Regions from separate parts of the Mus musculus genome. Here all the other regions are linked to region 2. The links are chromatin contacts, called in public HiChIP or PLAC-seq maps. All regions are on one chromosome and are shown on one strand. Each heading gives the region's core, a stretch centred on a gene start, on an enhancer-like site or on the middle of the called end of the contact. The rest is flanking DNA. Distances are from core to core; before and after follow the strand shown.

The links. HiChIP or PLAC-seq counts read pairs in DNA pulled down with a chosen protein or histone mark.
Region 1: a contact with region 2 is called in an H3K4me3 HiChIP or PLAC-seq map of stem cell-derived neural progenitor cells, with 4 times the contacts expected there. The contact joins the promoter of Ferd3l here to the promoter of Snx13 in region 2. A contact is called at or near these places in 2 of 39 promoter capture datasets (hippocampal neurons and stem cell-derived epiblast-like cells) and 2 of 115 datasets of contacts at active chromatin or transcription factors (forebrain and stem cell-derived neural progenitor cells).
Region 3: an H3K27ac HiChIP or PLAC-seq map of bone marrow-derived dendritic cells shows a contact between it and region 2, with 4 times the contacts expected there. The contact joins the enhancer-like site here to the promoter of Snx13 in region 2. A contact is called at or near these places in 3 of 39 promoter capture datasets (the C10 cell line, hippocampal neurons and liver) and 4 of 115 datasets of contacts at active chromatin or transcription factors (bone marrow-derived dendritic cells, embryonic stem cells, large pre-B cells and 1 more).
Region 4: an H3K4me3 HiChIP or PLAC-seq map of embryonic limb bud shows a contact between it and region 2, with 7 times the contacts expected there. The contact joins the enhancer-like site here to the promoter of Snx13 in region 2. A contact is called at or near these places in 1 of 39 promoter capture datasets (hippocampal neurons), 3 of 115 datasets of contacts at active chromatin or transcription factors (astrocytes, embryonic limb bud and stem cell-derived neural progenitor cells) and 1 of 9 other capture datasets (embryonic stem cells).
Region 5: an H3K27ac HiChIP or PLAC-seq map of bone marrow-derived dendritic cells shows a contact between it and region 2, with 7 times the contacts expected there. The contact joins the enhancer-like site here to the promoter of Snx13 in region 2. A contact is called at or near these places in 3 of 39 promoter capture datasets (the C10 cell line, embryonic stem cells and hippocampal neurons), 3 of 115 datasets of contacts at active chromatin or transcription factors (astrocytes, bone marrow-derived dendritic cells and forebrain) and 1 of 9 other capture datasets (liver).

The regions. Positions count from the first base shown.
Region 1 is chr12:33,927,093-33,929,792 of GRCm38.p6, reverse strand. It overlaps Ferd3l (Fer3 like bHLH transcription factor), which reads right to left and starts at 1,368. Exons shown (of 1, transcript NM_033522.2): 1 at 483-1,368. The coding sequence starts at 1,303. The coding sequence ends at 797. The region is part of intron 1 of Gm40383 (a long non-coding RNA gene); the gene reads left to right.
Region 2 is chr12:35,045,749-35,048,448 of GRCm38.p6, reverse strand. Snx13 (sorting nexin 13) reads right to left here and starts at 1,260. Exons shown (of 26, transcript NM_001014973.2): 1 at 1,038-1,260. The coding sequence starts at 1,052.
Region 3 is chr12:33,174,774-33,177,473 of GRCm38.p6, reverse strand. The region is part of intron 2 of Atxn7l1 (ataxin 7-like 1); the gene reads right to left. Among named protein-coding and RNA genes, the nearest start is that of F730043M19Rik, 29 kb to the right of the region's middle. Within about 2 kb of position 1,368, at least 173 of the 459 cell types and tissues checked have an H3K27ac peak or open chromatin away from gene starts, as enhancers often do. A contact at or near this core is called in bone marrow-derived dendritic cells and liver, where this site is marked.
Region 4 is chr12:33,343,830-33,346,529 of GRCm38.p6, reverse strand. It overlaps Atxn7l1 (ataxin 7-like 1), which reads right to left. Exons shown (of 11, transcript NM_001374022.1): 6 at 1,558-1,640; 7 at 442-692. Among named protein-coding and RNA genes, the nearest start is that of Atxn7l1os2, 50 kb to the left of the region's middle. Within about 2 kb of position 1,254, at least 57 of the 459 cell types and tissues checked have an H3K27ac peak or open chromatin away from gene starts, as enhancers often do. A contact at or near this core is called in embryonic limb bud and embryonic stem cells, where this site is marked.
Region 5 is chr12:33,155,723-33,158,422 of GRCm38.p6, reverse strand. The region is part of intron 2 of Atxn7l1 (ataxin 7-like 1); the gene reads right to left. Among named protein-coding and RNA genes, the nearest start is that of F730043M19Rik, 9.5 kb to the right of the region's middle. Within about 2 kb of position 1,447, at least 69 of the 459 cell types and tissues checked have an H3K27ac peak or open chromatin away from gene starts, as enhancers often do. A contact at or near this core is called in bone marrow-derived dendritic cells, where this site is marked.

The sequences.
Region 1 (2,700 bases), core at 119-2,618, 1.1 Mb after region 2:
CAAGACCTTGGGGGTGCCAGTGTGGAAAGTGCACCCGAAGGAAGAACCCCGCCCCCACCTCCCACCCTTACCGGGAGAGACAAGAACAGAGTTTAGTTCTGAGCAAAAGGCTAATGGCCATTTTCACTGAGGACTGCGTTTAACTGGGACAAGTTAGAGTACACTTGCAAACAATTCAGGTAGGGGAGTTTCCACAGCACCCAGTGTTAGGGTGGTGTGGGGATGGCGATGAGGGAGGGAGAGGGATCCTTCTCAGAGGCCATATTTTGAGAGTTTGTTCGGCCCCTGCATCACTCACTCCCTCTTTGTCCCCCCACCCCCCAAGTAGTCTGAGAGGACTGTTCCCATAAAGAACCAAGAGAAAGTTGCACCAAGAGCGCTCCCCTGGTCTCTGCCTTAGGTGTGCTCACCTGTGCGCTTGCTAGAATGAAGCCCCAGCTGGAGATGGAATTGGGGCAGCAACTAATCATGCGAGCGATTATTTTATTATTTCTACTGTTGAAAAGGAGCAAGGAGGAGAGATCACCAGAGGTCCGTGGAGGAGCAGACCAGTTTCCCACCTGCTCCAAGCAAGAAGCTCTAACTCCCTAAATCCTTGACCCCGGGAACTCCCAACCTGCCCAGCTAGACCCTTATTGTGCCGGATCCCCAACTTATTCACTGCAGAGCTGCCGCGAGTGGGGAGTTTACCATCTCAAACCCCGCCTCAGAAGGCCAGCGGCCCCTCTGCCTTCCAGACGCACCCCGCCAAGCACGATGAGGCGGGGGAGTGTCTCTTGGGCTCACCCCTCCCCGCTCAGCTGGCCTCCTTTTCCTCCTTGCTCTGCAGGAGCTCGGTCATGAAGGAAATGTAGACGATGGCCAAGCGGAGGGTCTCGATCCTCGACAGTCTCTTCTCATAAGCGAAGGTGGGTACCTTTCTGCGCAGCTGGTCGAAGGCCTCGTTTAGGTTGAACATCCTCTTCCTCTCGCGAATGTTGGCGGCCTGGCGCTGGGCATAAGTAATAACTCTTTTTCTTTTGGGGCGGCCCAGCAAGGATGCTACTCTGCCGCGCCCCTCTCCCTCCTCTTCCTCCTCTTCTGGGTCCTCATATTCCACTTCGTCCCCCTCTACTTCCTGATATCTTTCATCAAACTGCGACAGTCTCCCAGGTCTTCCCTCTCTGTACCCCAGTGTTCGGTCCCCAAAAGGGACCCCAGGTGGGAACTCGCAGAGAAGAGGGTGTCTGGGAGAGGCCAGAGAGAGATCTGCTACGAAGTTCAGCACGGTAGCATCCAAGCAGCTCTCTGGATAGGCGGCCATCACTCAGCGTCTATCTCACCGATTTTCTTGCAGGAATGGCATAGCTGCCGATAGAGCTCCTTGGTGGCCTTGATTCCTGCAGCGTATCATCACCAAACTCGGGGAGACATTTATAACCAAACTGAAAAAGGATTCTTAGCAGGGAGACTGAAGGCTAGGGCAACGTCCCTCTTCTGTAAGCTGATAGAAGATGACAAGTTCAAGCATTCACAGAAGGCTCAAGGCGGCAGACTTTCAGGCTCTAAGGTATTTCCCCCCCTTGCTGCACCACCTCTGCAGGGCAGTTCCTTCTTGGCAGCAGGCCCCAGTTCTTACCTGCTGTGCTTTTTTGTCTCTGGTCTCATCCCAGTATCCATTCAATGTTCTTTTGGTTCCTTATTCCGTATAGGTCTTTAATTTCGATTTGGATTTTCAAAGCCAAAATCTTTCCACTGCGATGGCTTCTCCTTGGCTTCAGGATAGGAGTCCTGAATCTTGCCTCCATTTGCCAATGGATGTGAAATAAGGGCATGCGCTTTTAATGATGTCCAGAAGAGAGGCCCTTCCTGCCAGGGGTCGAGGGGAGCTGTTTGTCTGGTATCCCAGCACAGCGGCTGCTGAAAGGCAAGACCTTCCATTAGCTTAAGTAAGCATGGCTAGGGGGCCGATCACATTCCCCAGTGTCTCTGTTGGAACCGGTGTCTTTTCTCCTTCTAGGACATCGCAAACAACTCACTGCCTGGTTACAGACCCTGACTTCTGAAGTCGGCTTGAACACAATCAGACTGACAATTGAGATACTTGACTCTCCCTGGTCTTATCCTCCACTGTGGAGGGTTATATTTGAAGAAAAGAGTTATGGTGATAAAGAAATATAAAACGGAGATTCCAGACATTTACTGCATAAGCCCTTTACTGTGTAATTACCCCTTAGGGGACAAAGTATCACCGTCCTGTCCCTGTCTTCCCCGTTCCTGCCTCCCTCCCCCTACCCCCGACCCTGCAAGCCTCCTTTGAAAAATTCGATTTAGCTTTAATAAGAGAGAGAGAGTGAACAGCTCACTCTCTGTTAGGGAGTTAGCCTTCGAACTTTTAAATTGCCAATCAAGCATTTGTTCTTGAACAAAGAAAAATCCTGACACTTTGATCTGGCTGCTACCCTCACTCCTTTGTATACCAAAGTAAGGTTTTAGAAGGAAAACTATACCTTACTGAAATTTCAGGGAAATTTGGTGTCTATCCACAGAAATAGAAGAGATTCTAAACTTAATACACTAAGAAGTTTTTCTGATTTTTGTATGTCCCGAATGTCCACACACACTTTATTTTTTCCATCTTTTGGTTTACTAACAGCTAGTTTATTACTCGGTGTAAAGATCTGTTTTTTTTTTTTTTTTTTAAACCTCCTAGGAGGCAAA
Region 2 (2,700 bases), core at 11-2,510:
GCACTTAGTTAGACGAGTTCCCAAAACTTGGAGAACCCAGTGTGTCCTATTGTGCCATCGCTTTTCACACAGTAAAATCCACTTGTTTCCAATGTTTCCATTTCAAAATGTCCTTTTTGGCCCGTGTAGGACTGCTTCCCAGTGACCATCAACGTGGTTTAGTACCCTCACATCAGCTCCCAAAGATGTTCAAACCGGTCCCTGACATTAGGATCCTCACAGAACCTTAAGGGAGCAGCCTCTGGGATTTTATCCAATCTACAAGCGTCAGACATCCAACACCTGCAATAGACCATTCGCCCAGCTATGTCACCTCTGGTCACTAAACTAGCTGCACCGATTAAGTTCTTCCCCCTAAAGTACTGCTAGTGCAGGCAAACTCTACTTCTTCAAACGTCTGGTTTTTGCACTGGACAGTGGGCACTAAGGAAGGGGAAACTGATTGGTTCGTCGTTGCTGCCCTACTTCCATTTCAGGTCAAATGAGAAAAACTGTTCCCACAGAGAGAAGCAAGGGGGCCATCCGCGGGTCAGGAAGGTGGATGCCAAACTGAACTTTGGGATCAGGGACTGAAGGAACGTGACGGGATGTGGGGGCAGGGGAGGAGGGCGCGAGGCCAGCGAGTGTGGCTGGAGGAACCTGGCTCACTTCGCGGAGCAGCCAATGTAGGGCTCAGGCCGGCTGCCACCGCCAGGAGGTTGACCCGACCCAGCCGGGAGGGGAAGGGCCCTGCAAGCCGGGGACACCGACAAGGGCCAGCACCGGGACGCGGGGACCACGACCGCCTCGGGGCAGGCGGAGCGGACTCCAGGAAGGAGCGACAGCTCGGGCGAAGGGGAGCGGCGGCAGGAGGAGGTGGAACTCTGCCGAGTCAGCACCGCGCCCACTCGGTGGCACTTGTGGGAACCCGGCGGCTGCCAGCCCGGCCGGCCGGGCCTCGGCTCCGGTCGGGCCCAGCGCCGGGAGCGGCGTCGGTGACGGGCGGGCTGGCGCCGGCCGCTCACCCGCCTCTCAGGTAAACAGTGGGCGCCGCTTACCTCTGTTAACATCATTACACCCCGGGGGAGTGAGGTCCTCCCTAGCCTCGCCGCATGGCAATAGCCGTAGCAGCAGCGGAAACTGCCCGGGCCGCCGCCAACGGCGGCAACTGCTGCTTCAGTCCTGTCCCGGGCGGCGGCTTTACTCGGCTTCGCTGGCTTCCCCCCGGCCCGGCTGCTCGCGACGGACGCGCCGCCATCTTGGAAGAGCGACGTCCGCGTCTCCCCGCGACGTGCGCTCCCATTGGCTGGCGCGCCGGGCGCGAGCGTCTTGTGACTGTCTCCATGGCGCCGGCGCGCGCAGGGTCGGCGGCGGGGGCTGGGCCGCGCGCGACCCGGGACCTCCTCTGCGGGCTGGATCCCGGGCCACCGTGGTGGCGGGTTTGCGGGCTGGTGGCGCAGCGGAGGCTGGGTGCCGGCGGAGAAACTGGCATCTCGCGTCTCCCCGACCCTGTGGAGCCCGTAGAGTGCTCGGGACACTCGGCTGCGGTCCCCTCCGCAGCGCGGTGACCTGAAACTGCCGCCCGCGCCGCGCCTCATTCCGAAACTTCGGCCGAAACTTGCCTCTGTTGCTCCCAGCGCTCAGTAAGTCCTGTGCTGGGTGCGCGACAGGTTGTAGACGCGATCAGGGCAGATCGCCTTCACCCCGATCCTGGCAGAGTTAAGGGCTACTGCTTTGCTGATTGGCCAGAACCTGCTCAAGCCTGAAGGCTTAGTGTTTCTTTCATAGTCTTAAAAATCAAGCAGCTTTTGCCCGGTAGCTGTAGTCTCTATGGCTTTATTGGGAATTCAAAAAAAAAAAATATATATATATATATATGTTTATATATCACAGTGAACGCATTTCAGCATGTGTCTCTGTAAGTAGTTACGAATAAAATGAGACTGAACTCCGAAGTTCTGTGGCTAGAACTGCTGATACCGTGACAACTATCTCGGTCCACTTCTACAGGAATGACAGTAAAAATCACTCGCTTCTTCCTGAATTGCCCGTGAAGTAGTTTTCTTTTCATGCCTCTGCTGTTACAAACCAATTTACAGTGAAACTGAGAAGTGTTTGGGCTTGAAAAATAAAACACTTGTATCTCATTCTTACCGGGAAAAAAAAAAAAGAAGAAGAAAAAGTTTATAAAAGAAATTGTGGAAAACTAAAGCCAGTAGTTACTTCCTTTGTGATGGAATCTGCACTTAACAATGGTACTATTGTGCTAAATGTAATTTAAGGAGGTACTCATTCTCACCACAGTGAATAAAGCAAGTGCATTACAAACCCTGTGTTATCTCTATTCTGTTCTGTCCCCCAAAATAAAATTTCATTTAAGATGTCATACAGACTTTGAAGAAAAGCCCCGACTGCTCCATTCAGTGAGTTTATAGCAAAGTTGGGTTTTTTTGTTTGTTTTTTACTGGGCAACTTATATATATATAATTTTTCTGTTACTGGAACAAGTGCATTCTAACGTCTGCAATACAACCAAATATAATTGAAGCACTGGCAGATTAATCTATAAATAGGAAACAAGATTGGAAAATGCAAACTGTGTTAATACTGAGAGAAACCAAGAGAAGAGACAACAAGGAACCTGAAAGAAGATACTGTTCCATCCTGTAAATAAGAATGCAGAAGGTTCATTAATGTTTAAAATACCGACTATTGAATTAA
Region 3 (2,700 bases), core at 119-2,618, 1.9 Mb after region 2:
CTGAGGGGAAATGACCTGAGCCACTCCTGGTGAAAAGGGAAGGCGCTGAACTGGCTGACAGCGCATCCCAAGTCAAGTCAAACGAAGGGAAGTGACACTCCTGAGGGTCCTCTGGACCTGGAGGGCTGGAGGGGAAGGAAGGAAAGTGCCTTTGGACAGAATGTAGGAGGCAAGTATTTCCAAGCCTCAAAACCAAAATGAAAATGGAGGTTCAGAAATTCAGGAGGACCCAATGAGACAGGAGTTAAAAGTCAATGACATCCATGAGTCCCTGTCCACTGATACCCAGTAACCTGGAACTCTTTTGGAGGTGTACAACTGAATCCTGATCTCACAAAGGTACTGATTTCTATTCCTGAAAAGGTTGCCTGAGCCAATGACACTAACCTGGCCCCTAATTCCCAAAGAAAGGGCCAGAAAAGAACCACTTGCCAAAGACTGACTCCTCCCAGAATCTACATCTGATGATGGGAGAGAGCTGAGAAGTGGCTGGAAGAAACTGACTGGGATCCAGGAGGACTGTAGGACTCCCTGATACACTGCTTTAGATCACAGGGCCCTGGGTTTGATCCTTAGCAAGAGGGAGAGGGGAAGGGAAGGATAGGGGGAGGGAAGGAGGGAGAGGAAGGCAAAGAGGGAGACAGAGGAGGGGAGGAAGGCGAGAAGGGAGGGGGAGAGAAGAGAGAGAGAGAGATGAGGGTGCTAGACCGTGTGGACCTTTGCCAATCGCCTGCCTCCCTAGGGAATGGCATCACACATGAGAGATTGCTCTCGCTGGAGCGGATCCTAAAAACAAGAGCTGGGCTCCACAGTGTTTTTGCTAAGACTGAAGCAAATCTTCTCCTTCCAGCCTCCAGCAAAGGATGTGGAAAGGAATACTGCCATTTGCAAATCAATAACTTCCCCTGGCAGGATAGACAATAAAGAGCAACCTGTGACGAAGAGACCCATAACAGTTCCGTTTTCCAACGTAATCCCACCTGGAAGAAGCAGACAAGAAATGGCACAGGCCTCCTGGCTGTGTCTGCCTGCCAGTGCCACACCAAGGGCGGCTGTCTGTCTTCCTTCCTTTCTTTTCTTTTCTTTTTTTTTTTTTTTTTTTTTTTTTTTTTTGATGGAAAACCAAAAGGTTTCAGCGGAGCCTGCGGCAGTAGACGAAGCCTCGACATTTTACCACTTCCTACTTTCCTCCTTCTCCTCTATTTGCATAAGGGTTGTTAGGAAAATACCTATACCAGAAGGGAGCGGTTCTAGGGGGGGAAAGCGTCTCAATCACTCACTCACTTTCAGTCAGAATTGCACACACTGGGAGCACTTGACATTAGCCTTGGAAGGTCTGGAGAGGAGCAGCTGCGGCAAGGCCACGCCCCCGAGGAGTCAGCATTTGCGCACAAGGGGTGTCGCCTAGGGTGCAGGTCCGTGAAATCCCAGCAGGGAACAGGGGCTGGAAACTCGGGAACTTAAAACTTCGCTGTCCTTCAAGACGAGTTCCACGCCCAACACACACGGAGAAAGTAACGTGCAGCTGTGCTGACAAGCCTCGTTTTTCCACAAGTCCTTTCCCTACTAATCATTTTCCTAGTCTGGCACCGGAACAAGGGCACAGGGCAACATGGAACTGATCTGATCTGAACTTCAGAATCCATGGGCAACTCACCAACCAGGTCTCTGACTCCAGGCATACCCAATGTCAATCCATTGCCTCAAGTGAAGATCTGGCTGCAGTGTACAGCTGGCTGCTGCTTTTCTTTCCTGTACTGAGTGGGACTCTTAGGAACCTCTGCCACTCCTAACAGGAAAGTGGACAGATCTGTTGCTCCATCTCTGGGCAAAGCAAGCGTCCCTCTCCAAGTCACTGCAGAAATCTTCAAATTGCCCACTCCACTTCAGGGAAGCCACCCATGCAAAGCCAGCCAGCCCAACAGCATGACATAAATCAGCTGTGGGTGTTCTAGATACCAATACAGAGGCTCCCTTTTACAAAGGCCAAATGGGAGACTGTTACGGGAAATGGCTCAGCTAAGAAAAGGTTTTAAGAAGCTACTGCAGGAAAGGGGGGGGGGGGGGTTGGGGGGCGGACTACCTTGTGGATCTCATGCACTTGAAAATCAAAACCTGAAGGTGGACGATGGTTGCCTGCTGGTCTGACTTCCCTCCCAGGCATTTTCAATCTAGCAAGGGGATTTCCATCAGCCCATCACACTACTGGCCCTCATTCCCAATGGCCCAGCCACAAGAAGTGAATGCCAACAGTTTCCCCCTCTGAGGTGGGTTTCAGGCGGCACTGATCAGCACAGAGGGCCTGGCAAGCCACGTGATCTCCCCTGCACTATCCACCTGGGCAACCCGGTGGCAGCTGCTAGCAGCCATTGCGCAAAGTCAGAAAAACTGTTCCTCTCTCTTCAGTCTACTCAGAATATCCAGAAGTCAGGGAAGAAGTGATTTGCCCCACAGGAGACTGCAGCCTCAGCCCCGTGGGCTAGAGGTCATCAGAGAGTAAACACTTTCTTGACCCTGAGCATCTACACACACACCCCAGAAAAATGCACTGATAAAGCCCCTGGTGTATGCCAGGCTGGGGAAATTCCACACAAAGGAGCCCAGAGCCCTTGGGGAAGACAAGGAACAGTCACGTGGACGGTAAATGATGGAACAGAGACACCTGAACAGCATGCTCCCGACTCCGTGAACTCTGCACAG
Region 4 (2,700 bases), core at 5-2,504, 1.7 Mb after region 2:
AGTGGTGGAAATAAGTCATAAGACCATGTGACAAGTGACAAGAGGTCCCCGGGAGCTTATAAGATATTCTAACTACTTATCTACCCAGGCTTTCCCTTTCTGCCCCAGGAGTCTCCAAATAACATAAAACGCAGGCAGCCTGGAAGTCGCCTGGTGGTTGAAGTGCCAATCTTCCAGCGTTTATTTCCAGCCCACTCTGGCTCTGTAAAAACACACAGTCTGATAAAAAGGTCTGCTAGGAAGGCTGACGACTACACCATGTGGCAGGCATCGGGGCTGAGCCCCTTAGGCGCAGGATCGTATTTAAACTTCACAGAGCCTTAGAAGGTTGGGGTAAAATATCTCCTCAAAGAACCGGCAGGCCACACACAAAACAGCTGGCAAGGAAGAGGGCCTGGACTGAGGGGGGCTGGGGCTGCTTCGAGGCCCATGCCGACTTACCTGGGAAGTACAGAGTTGAGTGGCCTGGATTTTGGTGGGGATGCTACTTTCGGCTCTGCCACCGTGCTCCCGGAAGATGCTTGCGGAGCATCAGGCGAGGGTCCAGGAGGGTTCGGAAGTATCTCCCTAGCGGAAGTCAGAAGGTGCTCTTTCACTTCTTTCTCCCGGGACTTGGCTTTGTGCTCCGCCAGGAGGAGGTCAAATTGCTTTTTCCGGCCTGGGACTGCTCTCCGATGGCTCAGCGAGTGTGTCTAAGGAGAAGAGACATGAGCAGCACAGCCTCTTTGATCAGCACATACACCTGCTTCCCCACGGCCTGCATTTCCGAAATTGCAACCATAGGCATTTAAAGGTGCTTGAAAAAGTCAACTTCAAGACAACAGCTCCTGTTCTGAGGCTGGGAAGAGGCAGAGACCGCTCGAATGCAACCATGCCCTACACTCCAGGTGTCAAGAAGCCAAGGCTTCCTCCAGACAAATGGCATGAGATAGCTTCTGTGCAGAACCCAGGACAGCCTCGGATGAAAGTCACCCGCGAGGGAAAGCTAAAGTCAATCCAGATGTGGGTAGGAGGCTCCAGTTGGCCCATGCATTCAGGGCCACCAGGCAGAGAGGGCAGAGCCTGGGTCCAAAGAGGCACTAGAAGGACAGGAGGAAACCTGGGGCTTGAGGCTACCCCGTAGCGGTGGCCTGGGGTCCGCCTGTCCCCTGGTCACCCCGAGTAGCTAGATCAGAGCGCAGTATCTCATCCTCCCCTCCGGGCTGCCTTTCTGGGCGCTGCCGCCGCCGCCGCCGCTCCTGCATACATTAAAACGTAGCAGGCTTTAGAACCGCCTGTGAGTGCCTATAAATACAATTTACTGTCTGGCCTCCCAAGTAACACGGGAAGCCTAGGGTGTTTTTTTTTCCCTCTCTCTCTCTTCCCCTTAAAAAGCCAGACAGATTGAGGCAGGCACTATGCTACCGTGGACAGAGAAGAAAGCCATTTCCCTTACAAAGAACAGCTGGAGGTCATGTCGAGGTTCCACACCCTGCCGTGTGCAGAGAGTGGCATGCAAACATTTCGACAAAGGCCCCAGCAAGAGCAGGAAGTATTTTTTTATGGAAAGAGAAATACCTTGCAGGTGAGGGATCTTGTGCAAGGTTTCTTTGTCTCGGGATCCAATACTCCACAGTGTTTATTTGGGTCAAATTCTCTCTCTGGTTTAAGAAACAAACAAAAATGTAAGAAAAAAAAGGAGACTAAATAGGATTTGGCATTAAGACTACATTTTTTTTTTAAATGCACATATCCACCAACAAGTGTGACGTTGTCAGGCGATTTTTTTTTTCTTCTTCTTCTTTTTCTCTTCCCCCAACCAGCTGCTAAAATGTTTCGAGAACCACTCGGGGAAATCAATGCTGCACTCTGAACCCAGACTTTCTGAGTCTGATTCAGGGCGGCATAGGGGACAGGGTGAGAGCAGAGGGCAGGACAGTAGGACCATGCAGTTTGCAAATACTTTATTTTATTTAAAATAGTCCCACAGGTCCTTGGTGCTCTGGGCATAGTGGCTGCAGAGCAGAAAGCGCCACTGGAGTCCTAAGGATGCCTGCTTTCTTTGACGGCTGCCTGGAGAAATCCATTCATGTCCCCAGCCCCACCTCTGCCTTCCTGGTTTATCCATTTAAGTGGGAGCATGTTCACTGACTTGTCAGGGTGGCCTTTCCTATGCTTTACGAAGCCCTTGGTGAAGGCTTTCCACGCAGCCTCATAGATAAGTCATTTCCCTGACCTGGAATTGGCAGTGCCTCCGGCAGGGGCAGGAAAAAGCGTGGCTGTACTCCTCTGTGGGGCTGAACTTGAAGGCACAAGGAACACAGGCTGCTAACCTTACACCTCACTTTGCCTGTAGCCCCGGTCCAGACGCTCCACAGGAGGATCAGACAGGACACACTGGCTTGGGAGATGAAGGATGACTGAGGGAAGGAGAGCTTTCTCCACTTCCTCCTCACTGCCTGAGTGTTGATTGCTTCCAGGGAAGTGACTGCTAACTGTCCTTCTGATGCCTCCAGCCTCTTCATCTCTTTGGGAATTACTCAAAATGCTTAACCACACCTGCACAGTACGGGAATGTGTGGCAACCTTTCAGGGAGCCCCGGGCTTCTGAAGCTCAGTGCTGTCTCTGGTAGGCACCAGCAGACACCTGAGTCCTGCAGAGCAGATATTCCCACAGCTCTCTGGGCATGAAGGGTGGCAATGTTTAATGGTGAAGAGGGG
Region 5 (2,700 bases), core at 198-2,697, 1.9 Mb after region 2:
AAACTAAAAAGCAATCAAACCATCAGTCAGCAGGCCAGGGTGCCTAAGATCCCACACAGAGGAGGGGACTGCAGCGATGGCAACAGTACTGAAGAAACATCACATGCTAGCCATTCTCTGGTCTCAAATGAGGTGGGGGTGGGGAGAAGCAAGGAGCAGCATCTCCGGGGCCAGTGAGAGCATCACATATACACTGTTCAAGTGGCCTTGCTAGTGAACAGCAGCTGAAATCCAGACTGACGGGAGCTGAACATGGCTACCTCACCATGTGCTCATGTGGGAGGTGCATTCTGGGTCTTTCTCGGCCACTCCAGTCCAAAAAACCTTCTTCATCACTACCCCTCAGAGCCAGCAACAGCTAGGGCATGCTGTGGCTGCAGGAGGCAAAGGACTTTCACACCCACTTAGCAGGCATATCACCATCAAAAGGACACCCTGAATGTGGCAGGTATTGAAAAGCTATCTGCACTCCGTCATCCAAAGGAGCGCACCCTTCATGAAAATACTAACAATCCCAACGCCAAGAGCAAACTGAACAGCAGCCTAGAAGATGTTCAAAGAGGGGGGTGCGGAGGGGGGGACATCATTGCTGTAGATAGATGGCCCTGGAGTTGCTTGGCAACCATCCTTGCTAACACCTTCTTCTAAAAAGGAACAGTTTGCATCAGCTCCTGTGCCTCCCTGGGGCCAGTGCCCTGACCACACAGGCCCAAAGCTGGGGCCTTGGGATGAGAAAGCCCATGGCTGATGAGAAGCCTGATGGGAAGCCGTGGGTCTTACAGATGCAAGGGGGACAGACAGCTAGTCTCTCTGCACCATTCTGCCGAAAGGACACACTCCCCTGACAGGGCTGGGCTAGATGCGGCAAACCAGGTGTCCAGATGCAACACTTAAGAAGGTCCTTGCTCTACGCCTGCAGAAGCTCACATGAGCACCTCTTAGTGTACCTTAAGTATATAGATGCCTTCCGCCTTGCCTCAGTCCCACACTGTTCCAAGAATGAGAGACATCACAACCCTAATTAAAGTAGAGATTCTGGAATCAGCCAGACTCAGTGTTCGAATCCCAGCTCCTCCATCTCTCAGCTGAACCACCTGGGTAAATAACTCAACACCTCTGAGCCTCAACACCCCCTCCCCCACTCTCTAAAATTCAGCTATGAACAGGATTTGACTCACAGGGTGATCAGGAGGACCCAATGACAACACACACATCTGGCCTGGTGTCTGGTACACATTCAGTGTCCTGACCCATTCCTGAAACAATCTTGATACAATCTGTTCCCTGGAAATGGCAGCTCAGATAAGACAAAGAAGAGGACCTGAGTATGTGGTAAAAATAATATGACCGTAACCACAGCTCACATTTCTGAGTACCTATAGGATGCCAGATAGTATCTCATTTATTTTTACAGCAACTCTGAGAGGAACTATTATTCCGTTCTGAAAATGAGGAAATTAAATCTGAAATTAACACACAGCTGGGAAATGGCTGAGTCAAAATTTAAATAATGCTGCATGAAACTCCCAAGGCTGCCATGCCAATGAACTCTCTGTGTGTAGTGAAATATACACAGCATAGCATTAACCACTGTAGCTATTTTTAAGTACACAGTTTGGTGGCTTTAAATACATTCATACTTCCACACAACCTTCACCACACCACCTCTAACCATTTTAGCCCCTAGACCTGGACCTTTGGGCCCACGGAGTCCAAACTTTACATTTCCAGCCTCAGCCACCATGATGTACCAGTCTATTCTGTCTACACAAACATTACTCCTCCAGGAACCTCACAGACATGAACACTGGCAGGATCCATCCTTTTGAGGCCAGCACATTTGGAGGCCGGGAGGGGGTTGGGGTGGGGAACAGGGAAGTGAAACCTGGGCCTTGTGCATGCTAGCAGATGCTCTACCGCTGAGCTGAATTTCCAATCTTGGTCAATATACTATTTTAAAGAGTTGAACACCACCTTGGTAAGGGAAGGCGTCCCACCCACCTACCATCTACCACTACAAACGCTGTCACCCGTTTGCCTTGTCCAGGACTCTATGACCTACTGGGGTAGTGGGGCAGGTCACACTGCTCCCTGCTGAGGGTGTCATTAACCATCAATGTCCACAAGCGCAGAATCTGCTCTGCAGAAGTACAGAATCAGTATAGCCACTTGTGTGTTCCAAGAGTCTGTCCTCGACTTGCTTGTACCTTTCCGATTAGAGTGACCCGGTACCAGTTTGTTCTGCCCTGGCAAGCATTTCGTTTCCTTCTTTACGTTAAGTACAGCACCCCTTAAAATTGGAAGATGGAATTGTGGGGGAAACAACAAATAAATAAACAAACCAAAAAACCAGAAGGATAGATTGTCTACATGAGAACAAATGCTCTATCCCCTGGGGAATTCCGGTTCTCTTTGCAGGAACTGAGTAAGTCAAGCTAAACACTCAGCTTCATAGGATCCTAGCCTCAGTGTCGGCCCACTTGCTGGAAGGGCCAGCCCAAGTCCTCACTATCAGTGCCAGTATAACAGGGTTCAAAGTGAGGTCCATTGGCAGAGGTAGCCAGTCTGAGCCTTGCCATAGTACAGAGCCGGGAGCCTGTCATGGCAGGACACTAGACTGAGTTAGAAGAGACACACAGAAGTCTGCTCTTACCATTCAATGTCTATGATATTCAGCAGAGGTCCAAGCCATGGGCCAAC